3 separate regions of the Rattus norvegicus genome follow, and all the other regions are linked to region 1. Evidence: chromatin contacts called from public Hi-C data. All regions are on one chromosome and are shown on one strand. The core of a region is the stretch at or near the end of the contact, and the rest is flanking DNA. Distances in the headings are between cores, read along the strand shown. Region 1 overlaps LOC100910558 (a long non-coding RNA gene). Region 2 has its middle 340 kb from the start of Mpdz. Region 3 has its middle 510 kb from the start of Nfib.

What was found. Hi-C and Micro-C count contacts between places; a contact is called where the count stands out from the background.
Region 2: a contact with region 1 is called in a Hi-C map of frontal cortex, with 1.7 times the contacts expected there. The contact joins two enhancer-like sites. A contact is called at or near these places in 1 of 12 Hi-C or Micro-C datasets (frontal cortex) and 1 of 1 datasets of contacts at active chromatin or transcription factors (oligodendrocytes).
Region 3: a contact with region 1 is called in a Hi-C map of psoas muscle, with 3 times the contacts expected there. The contact joins two enhancer-like sites.

Annotation. Positions count from the first base shown.
Region 1 is chr5:102,048,815-102,052,358 of GRCr8, forward strand. All of the region lies in intron 1 of LOC100910558 (a long non-coding RNA gene), which reads left to right. Among named protein-coding and RNA genes, the nearest start is that of Nfib, 31 kb to the left of the region's middle. Within about 2 kb of position 1,572, at least 29 of the 93 cell types and tissues checked have an H3K27ac peak or open chromatin away from gene starts, as enhancers often do.
Region 2 is chr5:101,302,577-101,306,120 of GRCr8, forward strand. No RefSeq gene overlaps it. Among named protein-coding and RNA genes, the nearest start is that of Mpdz, 340 kb to the left of the region's middle. Within about 2 kb of position 1,770, at least 17 of the 93 cell types and tissues checked have an H3K27ac peak or open chromatin away from gene starts, as enhancers often do.
Region 3 is chr5:101,503,821-101,507,364 of GRCr8, forward strand. No RefSeq gene overlaps it. Among named protein-coding and RNA genes, the nearest start is that of Nfib, 510 kb to the right of the region's middle. Within about 2 kb of position 1,696, at least 3 of the 93 cell types and tissues checked have an H3K27ac peak or open chromatin away from gene starts, as enhancers often do.

The DNA of each region.
Region 1 (3,544 bases), core at 322-2,821:
GGCAGGGTGGAGCCTTAAACAAATTAAAGCAAGACAAAATCAATTTGAAACCCAAACTACAAGTCCAGGGGTCCCACTGTAAGTGAGACAGAGGTGGAGAGGGCAGAACGGCAGAGGGTGGAGGGTGGGGTAGAGGTCTCACAGAGGAGCTTGAGAAGAAAAGAACTTCATGGACAGAAAAGAACTTCTTGGACAGCCAGGGCCAGTGAGTCTATGCCTTTGGGGACCCCTGCTCTTCCACCGCCTGCAAGGTTTGCACTGGGGAAAGGTGAAGATGGCTGGTGGGTGAGAAGAGAATAGGTGTGTGTGTGGTGGGGGAGAAAGGGTGGCTACTTTTCTCTCCCTGCCAGAGCTAGCTGAGGCAAGCTTTAAGGGGTCAACGCACCAGAAAACAGCAAGTTTAGGTAACTTGACCAGTGACAGAGGCTTTAAATTAGCCATAGTCGAGGGAGAGATTTTTTTGAACACTGGAAACAGGGCCAGATCTTGATACCCTTAAAAATCAGAGTCCGAGGTCACATCTGCCCGTAGCTTCTGAAGTGGGGGCTGGTGACAGCAGGGAGCCTGCATTGGTTCCTAAAGAGAGACATGGGTGGGGCAAGACCTGGATTCCTGGCTTAGATGGCAATAGGCACAACTAAGCAAAAGCTTAGAAGGAGCTGGGAAAGTCCTTCTCCCAAGGCAGTCTTAGATTGTCCCTTCTGAGGGGTCCAGTCCCGATCTCCCCCACCCCACGAGGGAGGCATGCCACTCGAGAATCTTTGAGCCACTGTTAGTGATTTTCTGACTCTGCTTTGGGTCATTGCGGGCACCACACGCACCGTGGCCCCAGGGGAAGGATTCCGGCTAGCACTCCCTTGTGGGAAGAGGGTTATGCTGGCCCCAGATTGTGCAAGCCGGCCACCAACTTCTCCCTGAGCTTCCGGAAGGAATTGTGAACCACGCGGGTTCCATGATCTCCCTGGCACATCGCTTTGCTTTCCCTCGCTGCTCAGCGCACCACCAGAACGCAGAATGCAATTACGTTCCAAGCGAGCGCAGGGCACCCTCCTTGCCCAGGGCTAGGGCGTTTTGAGGAAGGATCTTTCCAAAGGAACCCATCTTTCTAAAGCCAGTAGGGTTCTTTAGTAATTTTCTCGGGGGTGGGAGATAAATCAAATCGCCTGTGGGCTTGCAGCTGGAAGCCAGTTATTGAGGCTCCCTGAGCCTCGTTCCTAACGGATTAGCTCTCTCGTTGTTTGGGGATAACGTGAAAAGTAAAGAGAAAACATTATCTTAAGTGACTCGCACATCGCTTTTTTAGTTCCACGAATAAACGTCTATGTCTTGGGCCAATTTCACGACTGCCCACGCAAGGCCCAGACTTTGATATTTAAACCAGGCCAGGTGAAACTACCTGTTGGGGCACACTGCAGCCTATAAGTCTGACCCTACTTTCCTTATGCAGTTTGTGGGAGAGGTGGAACTGTTCAGGGGGTGTTCAGAGAAGGGACACCGGCCGAAGGGGAACTGCACCAGCTCCACGGCCCCGGTCTGCAGAAACTAAAGACAGTCCCATGCAGCCGAATCTCGGCACGATTCTCTGTGATTCACTACGAAGCAATGTAGTGGATTCTTGACACTAGAGCACGTCCTTGGACTCTCAGAAACAAAGAGCCGGGGGCAGCTTGCTGTGCTCCCGCCCCCCACGGTACGCTCCAACTCCTGTTTCTCCCTACGTGCAGAAATTCACTCAACTTCTCCAAGGAGCGGGCAACGGATGCTTTCCTGCCGCAGCCTGGCCACTTTGCTGGAAGAAAGTCTCTGCCCCAAGGAGCAGACACAGTCATCATACAGCCTCCGCAGAAGAGCGGCCAGCTTACCGGGACCTGCTGAGCCTGTGACGAGGATTTTTAGAAGCTGGGGACTGGAAGGCTTATGTGTCCCAGAACCTGTGGGAAAGACCATTGGGAAGTTTCATTTGGAAAGTGCTGGGCGCAGCCCGGCTCTGGCGCACAATTTCCAGGCTTCCAGGCAGCCAAACTGCAGCGAAGCTGCGGGAGGCATGGGGGCTCCGGCTTTTCCATCGAGAGTTTCTCATGCGGGTTCCTGGGGGTTTTTGTTTTTTGATTTTTGTTTTTTGTTTTTGCTTTGTTTGTTTGTTTATTGGCAGCAAACCCCACTGGGTTTGGGGAGCACCAATATTTGGAAGAGCCCTACCACGGGTCTCATCAGAGGATCAGAGATGAAGCAACTTGAGGAACGCACCCGTTTAGTTTTCTAAGGCCATGCATCTTTTTTTAATCCCTCACGGTCACCGTCACGATTTATTTGGCTGCAAACGAAATGGGAATAGATTTTAGGAAACTGGGGGGGAAGAAAGTGGATAAGCCTTAAATTGTTGAGAGCTTTCCTTTTTACAGTGAAGACCACAGGGCTACGTGGAACGGAGAGAAATTATTAGTGAGACTTCTCTGCTCAGGAAGGTGGAGGAGATTGAGCCGGGGAACTAAAAAATGTCTCCGATCTCCGTGCGCGCTGCAGGTTCCCACCCGCAGTTAATCAACCTGGCAATATTCTCTTGATCTGCCCGCACGTAGCTGTCTCCAGTCCTTCATGACACTTTCCTTCTCTGTTTACATCTTTTCTATGCGGGGGTCATCAGAGTTTGGGGCTGCCCCAACCTCTCTGGTGCCTGCATTTGCAAAAACTCTTTACAAACTTTCCCATCCATCGCACACTTGCGGGTGGGCTCTCTCCAAGCGGGTCTCTGGACTGCCGGGAGACCCTCTTCAGCCGAGAAGCCTGGAATAATTTTCAGCGCCGCGCTCCGAAGCCCCTCCTTTATTTTAGTTCAATGGGGGGCGGGAGGGGGCTCACAGAATCAAGGATAATAAACAATGCTGCTTACTAAAGATACAAAGTGGGTGCAGAAGCACGGAGATGGTTTAACAAGTGGTCAGACTTTCAGGGACGCCTTTGAAAGAGACTTGTAAAGTAAAACCATTGGCGGCTCTCTCTCTTTTTTTTTTTTAAGTACAGAAATACATGGAACACGCGTTGTCAGAATGTGCTGTTTGGAGCGGTGTTTATTTATTGTCCTTTGCCTCTGGAGATCAGCAGGCGCAGTTGCTACCTACCTACTCCTTGGTGCAAATCGCCTCCCTATCTTAAGGTCTCATTAAAAGGGTCTTCTGGGTGTCTGTATACTGTGCTACCCTTATTCTAGATGCCCAGGAGTTGCAGGTACCACAGGCAGTGGGGACTTTAGGGGAAAATGCAATTTTAACTGGCGTTGCCCGAATAATTCAAAGACAGGGAACTCTCTCTCCTTCCTACACACACACACACACACACACACACACACACACACACAGAGAGAGAGAGAGAGAGAGAGAGAGAGAGAGAGAGAGAGAGAGAGAGAGAGAGAGAGACATTGGTTGTGGTTTTGGGTGCTGACTGCCACTGGGGATTAAGCCTTCCTTTTTGGGTGTGGGTGAAACTGATTTCTACTCTGCCCAATGGCCTTGGGAAAGGGCTTCCCATCTGCTCTGAACACCCCCTC
Region 2 (3,544 bases), core at 520-3,019, 750 kb before region 1:
AAGTAGGGCCTGAAATCCCCTGCAGCCTCTTCTCACCAGCCTCTCCTGGTATGAGAATGCCAGACAAGTCTGTTTTCTGCTGGCTTTCACCGAGCCCTGGTTGCTTTCATTTGGGGTGGGGGTTTCTCCTGCTTGCTCTTGCTTTGTTTTAACTATAGGTTTTGCTGAGGGTGCTTTATGCCCGGTGCAGATCCAGACAAAGAAAACTTTTATGCAAGTAAACAAAACAGATCACACCGGGCCAGGATTTCTGTGCCGGCCATATTCCTTAGACTATTTCTGAGCAGTTATTTATGGATGTCTGTTTATCCCCTGGAGCCTGACTTCACCTCTTGGTGCAGTGAAACCACTCTGTGTTCAGTGCAATGATCTGCCACCCCAGGGAATGGGTAGATGTCAAATATTTACCCCTGTGGGAATGAACGCAAGTCAGAGATACACGGAGAAAATAGGAGTTCAGTGCAGGGTCCGCCACGGGAACTAGCAGCAATTTTGGGGAAGTAGATTTTAAAGGAAAAAAGCAAAATGAAATAAAGAAATATCACAACTTTAGCTTTCTTTATGGGGCAGGGAGGAGAACCCTCTAAAGTATAAAGTAACTTCAAGCAGAGGAGGATTTTCACCCTCCTGCTTTCTCAGCAACCACACCCACCATTTTCTCACCTGGCTCAGCACCAGGCCCAGAGGGAGACATTTTAAAATTTTTATTCTTTTAATTGGAAACGGATGCTGCACCTTGTCTTTCAAGTCTGCATTGAGAGGGAGTTAGGTAGTGAGGTACTAAAGGGGGGAAGGAAGATGAAGGGACAGTGGGAGAGAAAGGGGGAGAGAGAGGAGAGAGAGGAGAGAGAGAGAGAGAGAGAGAGAGAGAGAGAGAGAGAGAGAGAGAGAGAGAGAGAGAGCGCCAAGTATTAGTTTAGCCCCAATGAAACCTCATAAAACTTTGAAATCAAACTTGGCATTCAACTCTGTAGATAATCACACTGGAAAAATCCAGAAAGTCAAAAGAAAGTTTACTGTCTTCCCCAAGGGTCTTCATTTCAATTTTCGTGCCTCACTGGTCCCTTCCCCTGCCGTTTTCCTTTGGCATTGGACTTACTGTATTATCAGGTACAAAACTACATTTCTACAGGCTCTGTCAAATCATGGCAAGTTGCAAAACGGCTTGTAAAATAATCGTGGACAAGGAAACCGAACAGTCACTAACACCGTAAAGGGACTACACCAAAGGCCAGGCTCGAAATAAAGTCCATGTGACCTATGTAACAGTAGAAGCCTCTCAAATCTGGAAGACAAAGTACAGGCATGTTCCTTCGTTTTTCTTTTCACAGGGCACGGGATTTTACTTTGCTGTAGGCGCACAGAGCGAAGGGGAGTTTGTTGAAGCCATGCTTTCTGATTTGAAACCTGTACACTGTTTAGATAAATGACAAGGCCATCACTGCTTACACATCAGAGTTCAGAGCGACAGTAAATTCCAGTTGAGCCAGGTATCCGTCTGCAAGAACTCCTAACAGCTCACTTGTCCTGGGAAGCGACCCTAGGCTGCCCTGCCTTTGGTGAGGACAGCTTCGCCTTGCGGCTGGGCACACCACATTCAAAAGCAAACATTGGACAGCTTCACCTTCTTCCAGTTTGGCAACGAGAGTAGAATCCACAAAGGAGCATTACTTTAGTTTGTATTTAGAAATGTAAGTCCCGGCAGACTTAAGAGCTGGTGCCTGGGAGGCCCCTGCATTGTGAACCCCTCTGCAGCAGGCCGGCTTACACAAGCAGGCTTTGTTTTAATTAGCACAGGAGTAGCCCTCCCTCCTCCTGCAGGGCTTCCAGTTTACAATTGTCTGGGAACTCCCTCAGCTGAAAATGGTTACTAAGAAAATTTCCACAGAAATCCAACCCAAAGGGCCAGGCCAATGCTGGGCTTTTAAAAGAACTTTTCCAAATTGAGTCTTGAAGCAAAGTTGTTAGCAGGAGTGGAATGCTTGCTGGAATGGATGTCCACTCCAGGGAGAGCCCCAAGGTTAACTAGGTGGTTTGCTTCAAAACAGTAGTCAGTTCTCCCTTCGTTTTGCCCCCCAACCCACCCCCCAAAAAGGTAGAAAACAGCACGACTTCCTTTAAATGTGTTATGGATCTGGTGTAAAGTGACAAAAGCCAGGAGGATTTAAAATAAAAGGTGACTCCAAGCTAGTTTTCAAGAGTGCGTTGAATCTGAGTGCAGAAGGTGCCAGCAGCAGCTCTCCATGCTGCCCTCCCCTAACCTCCGGCATTAGAGAGCTTTGGGACCATTGGTGCCTTGAAGTAGTGGAGATGCCCGAGTTGTATTCAAAGAGAAAATCAGTCAAGGTGGGCAAGCGGAGCTTTGGAGGCAGTCACAGCTCCTGGAGTAGGCCTTCACAGCTTTGCTCAAGAAAGTCATGTGGTTCCTAGCAGACATATTACCACCTGATTTGCTGTCATTTCTCTGGTTTTCATTTGTCACTTTTTATTTTCCGCACGAGTATTTTCAAACCGAAACTTGCAAGATGTGCACAATGAAAACTTCATCAAATGTGTACATATTTTATAACTCAATTTTGAATTTGTGTTTTGAGATGTATGTGTCATAAACATATTTATGTGATATAAAGTACAATTCATTTGTTCACTTGGAAAGCTAGCACACTTTTTAAAGTAATTAAAATATAGTTTCATTTCTTTATTAGGTTTTTTTTTTTTTTTGGATTTGATTTCTTACTGCTCTGTTTTAAGAATTTGCAGCTCAAACTGAACTATTAAGTGTTCTGATCTTTAGGTAAAACCAAATACAAATACTTGAGTATTCTCATTTAATTTCCATGGCGTCTAAGGAAAATAGGTGCATTTCTTACCAAAATTTTGAATAAACCATCCCACTTCTGCCAGTGAATAGTAAGTTGGTGCTGGGAACCACATTTGATCAAAAGTGAAATCTGCAGTTTCCCAGAGCCAGATTACAGATGCATGAGAGGCAAGTTGCTCCACTATAACCCAATGAAAAATAAAATAAAATAAAAACCACAGGTCCATGATGATCCCTCTGGGTTTTTCAGAGACAGAAAGCTCACAAGTTGCACTTATGTCTGCTCTCACACAAAGAAGAGACGAACACCAGCAGCAATTCTTTGATTAGGTAGGTTCTGTGTATGACAGACCTCACAGAGCTTGCTATTCTAGCTCTTTCAGAGCACATTTATAAGCACTGCTAGACGGCTGAATTCAAAGATAAAATTAATGGCCAGAAGAAAGAAATCTTTTATCTCAGTCAAGGATGAAGCCTCTCATGCCTTGGCACTGTTAATGGGTGCCGTTCTACAAAGGGTTATTCACGATTGCTGATATGAAATTCTCTGCCCCATACCTTCAGAGAAAAGGAACTCACAGTGAAGTCTCAGAAGACACCAGTCAAGATAGGAAGCTGCAATTGGGGAGGAAGGACTAGATTATTGGGATCCAGTACTATTTTTCTAACTTGTGACCGAGGTTCCTGAGAAACATCCTTCCTTTTTCTTAGCAATCAATAAAA
Region 3 (3,544 bases), core at 446-2,945, 540 kb before region 1:
TTGATGTTAGTTAATAGACCTGATATAGAAGTACAAAGAAGTCACTGTCCAAATGTTGTATTGCATTTGCCCCTATTTTGGAGGGAGACAACCCGTGTGGAGATGAAACAATGTGCTTGCCTCCTGGGTTTTCCTTCCCCAGAGGTGATCGCCTCAGAAATAAGGACCATCCCCAAGGGGTTTCTATTCCTCTCCCTCCATACCCGTTTTCCCCAGTGTCACCATATATGTGTATATGCATCCAAAAATGTATTCCAATGTTTCATGTATTTTAAAATATATATATAAGTGGTAGCATATTGTACTTATCCTTTTGCAATCTGCCTTTTTCACTCAACATTTTGTTTTTGAGAATTATCCATGTTGATGCAGAGAGAATGTTAAACATGATTTCAGAAAGTGAAAACACCCTAGCTTGCTGAAGAAATCTTAGAAAGTTCACACAGAACTCATTGTATTATGGAGATGTACACATGGCATGAGATACACACCCACGGGCTCTTGGTGTCTTTACCTCAGCACTACAGTTCGCTGTGAGGCTATTTAACCACTGTCACACTCCTCTCATCATGTCCTGTCTTGACACTTTGATGGCACCTAGTCTAGTAGAGCTGCTCTCAGGCCAAGGTTCAACAAGCAACCATTCTGCCCTCAGCCCCTGCTCCTGAGAGGTAGACCCTATGTACCATCTGCTGTCATCAATGTCATTATTAGTCATCATCTCCAACAAGTCAGCAGTTTGCTAGAAGCAGAAAGGACCCCAGCAGCCATTTGTGTCCCTCTGAAGAGACCAGCATTTGTTTGTTTCATATGCTTCACAATTTGCATGAATATTTTTCTTAGTTTCCATATGCAGTTGCTGTCATTCCACCCTGTACCTCGCAAAAATAACACTATTTTGCAGGAGCAAGTTCCAAAACGAAGTAACACCGCATTGAGGGGTCCGCATTGTACAGCCCTCTGATGGATTTTTGAATGGACCTTTCTTTCTCTTCTTTCATATATAGAATGCAGGTTTTCCCAAAGTATGTGCTTTGCACCTTTCCCTCTCATCCCTCAGACAGTGGTCCCTCACTGTATGTTGGGCATATGTCCCTCACTGTATGATGGGCCACATCACCATTACCCTTTGGAAATAGGCAATATTCCAAGTAAGAAGTTTCCTATCACCTAACCCACCAGGCATCACATCTTACTTAGCTACACACTGTACTGTACAGTGATGATTGTTTCCCCTCACGATCACATGGTTAAATAGTAGGCACTATATGCTGCCACCTGTAGGCATCAAGAGAAACCACTGTAGCACGAAGGGTCATGGAAAGACATAAAAAGTCCAAATTCACAGTATGGTTTCTATCGAGTACAATGTTACTTCTGTACTAACATAAAGTTACTATAGTCACAAATTGAAGCACTTCAATGAAGAGCCAGATGTATCTGATCTCGTCTTTATCTCTGCTGTACAATCATAGTTGAAACAGGTGCTCAAGTCGGTGAGACTGGAAGCGGCAACAAGCATCTCCCAACTGCGTGTATCAGAAGAAAAAGTGAGTCTCAGTTCTTCTGTCTCTGCTAGCAGACTGAACACAGCAGAGCACATTCAAGAGGTGCATTCTGTTAGAGAAAGGTGAGCAAGGGAAGGGATGATGCAAATGTGGCCCAGCATGACCTTATCCTTTGTAACACAATCTCCTCTTGTGAAAGAGGTATATTAGACAGGTTGGCAAACAGAAATTTTGCAAGCTAGTCAACCTCTGTCCGGTGTTACTAAAAGAGTTCTTCTGAAAATAGAAGATTTCAATTTTCTGAAGACCTTGGTCATTCATTCTATATATTTATTTCTTAGTAGAGTACATATTTTTCAGAATTCATATACACAGAATATTGTTATATTTATTCTTTTATTACACATGGGTATTTCTACTTATTAAACAATAAGGTTTATAAGATGTTTGCTGTGTGCAAAGGTCTGCCAAAGGAGGCTTGGTTTATCTTAGAGATTGAACATTGGGAAAGTGGATCTTGAATTGTCTACATACAAATCTCTCATAGAAATTACAAGCTTAACATTTACTGTGCTATTTTGGTGAATTCACATCTTAGAGCCTTCAGTTTCATAGAATTAAAATGACAATAGCCACGCTAAACTTAGATGACCTAATGTAGAAAAACAAAAATATTGCTCCAAGATTATCAAGATTTTTCTCTCAATCCAAAACTATCTTACTCGTTGCTTTGAAGGAGAGTAGAGAGGTATCCAATGTGTTTTGTACAAGACAAATATTTGGGGAAACAGACAAAGCCTAGGAAGTGTTTATTAAAGCTTTATGCCATTTCCCAGTTAACTTCCTCATTACTGCAGCTATACTTCATTATTTCTGAAAGACAGAGGATGGAACGAGACCCTCGACCCTTGTACAAGTTAATTTGTACATGGTATGTCTTTAGCCGAGAGCAGACTCAGTGTCTGCATCAGGGCAGAACAAGCCAGCATGGGGCTAAGGCTAACTTTAATTTGGAATCCTAAGTGAGTTCCCTCAGCAGGATTCTGAGCTCATATCACCTGCCCTTGTCAATCATGTTGTCTTTTCCCCCAATTCTATTTCAGATGAGACTCCCAAAGAACCATGGGAATTATGCCATCCTCAGAGGTGGGGGAAGTTCAATCTAATCTGAAAGCCAAATTGAACTAGGAGCTTCCCGTTTTGAAAGTGCTTCTGTCGATAACAGTCGTTTTCCACTAGGATGTCCGTATTTTCAATTAGGTCAACATCCCACAGTCCTTACCTTTAACACAGTAGGTTTATTGTGTCCTACAATCCAGGAAATCGCAGCAAAGGAAGAAACTCAAAGTACCAGAGACAATCATAGCTTTCAACAATGTGGTATCATATTTCTTTACTCAGCAGAGGCTAACAATAGGTTACTGCACCTATTTTCTGGTACCATTTTAATTTCCTTCTAAGTCTCATGGTATATCACAACACATCTATCAATAACTATCACAGTTATGAATGTATAAGGGAACAGAGCCAGAAAAAGCAAGTGAAAACAGGTACAGAGTTGCCCATTTTATTACTCTCAATACCACAGTTTTCTTAAAATCATATAGTTATTAAGTGGATTGAGAAATCTTTTCCTGTATGAAGTTTCCTGACATTGTGTTATCATCTAATTTTTCATTACCCATGTATATATGGGATACATTCTATAACCATCACTGTGTTGTCTTAATCTATAACATGCAATAAGACACACTGAGTACAGGAGAGCTCTTTAATCCCACCTCACCGTGATGATTGGTAAACTATAAATAGATCTTTGAAGTACTTCTAAAAATTCAGTCACCAGAAACACAAGATAATTTCCTGATACATGATCTTAAGTCTGAATGGATCCAACTCACTGAACATTTCAACAGCGCTGGGTCTCTGTAGAAATATTGCTCCAAACTTTATTGGACCTCAATAAAATATTATCAAAATTTGGAAAATATTCCAAAGTTTGGCAGCAGAGTGCCATTCCTGGGGCATCTTTGCAT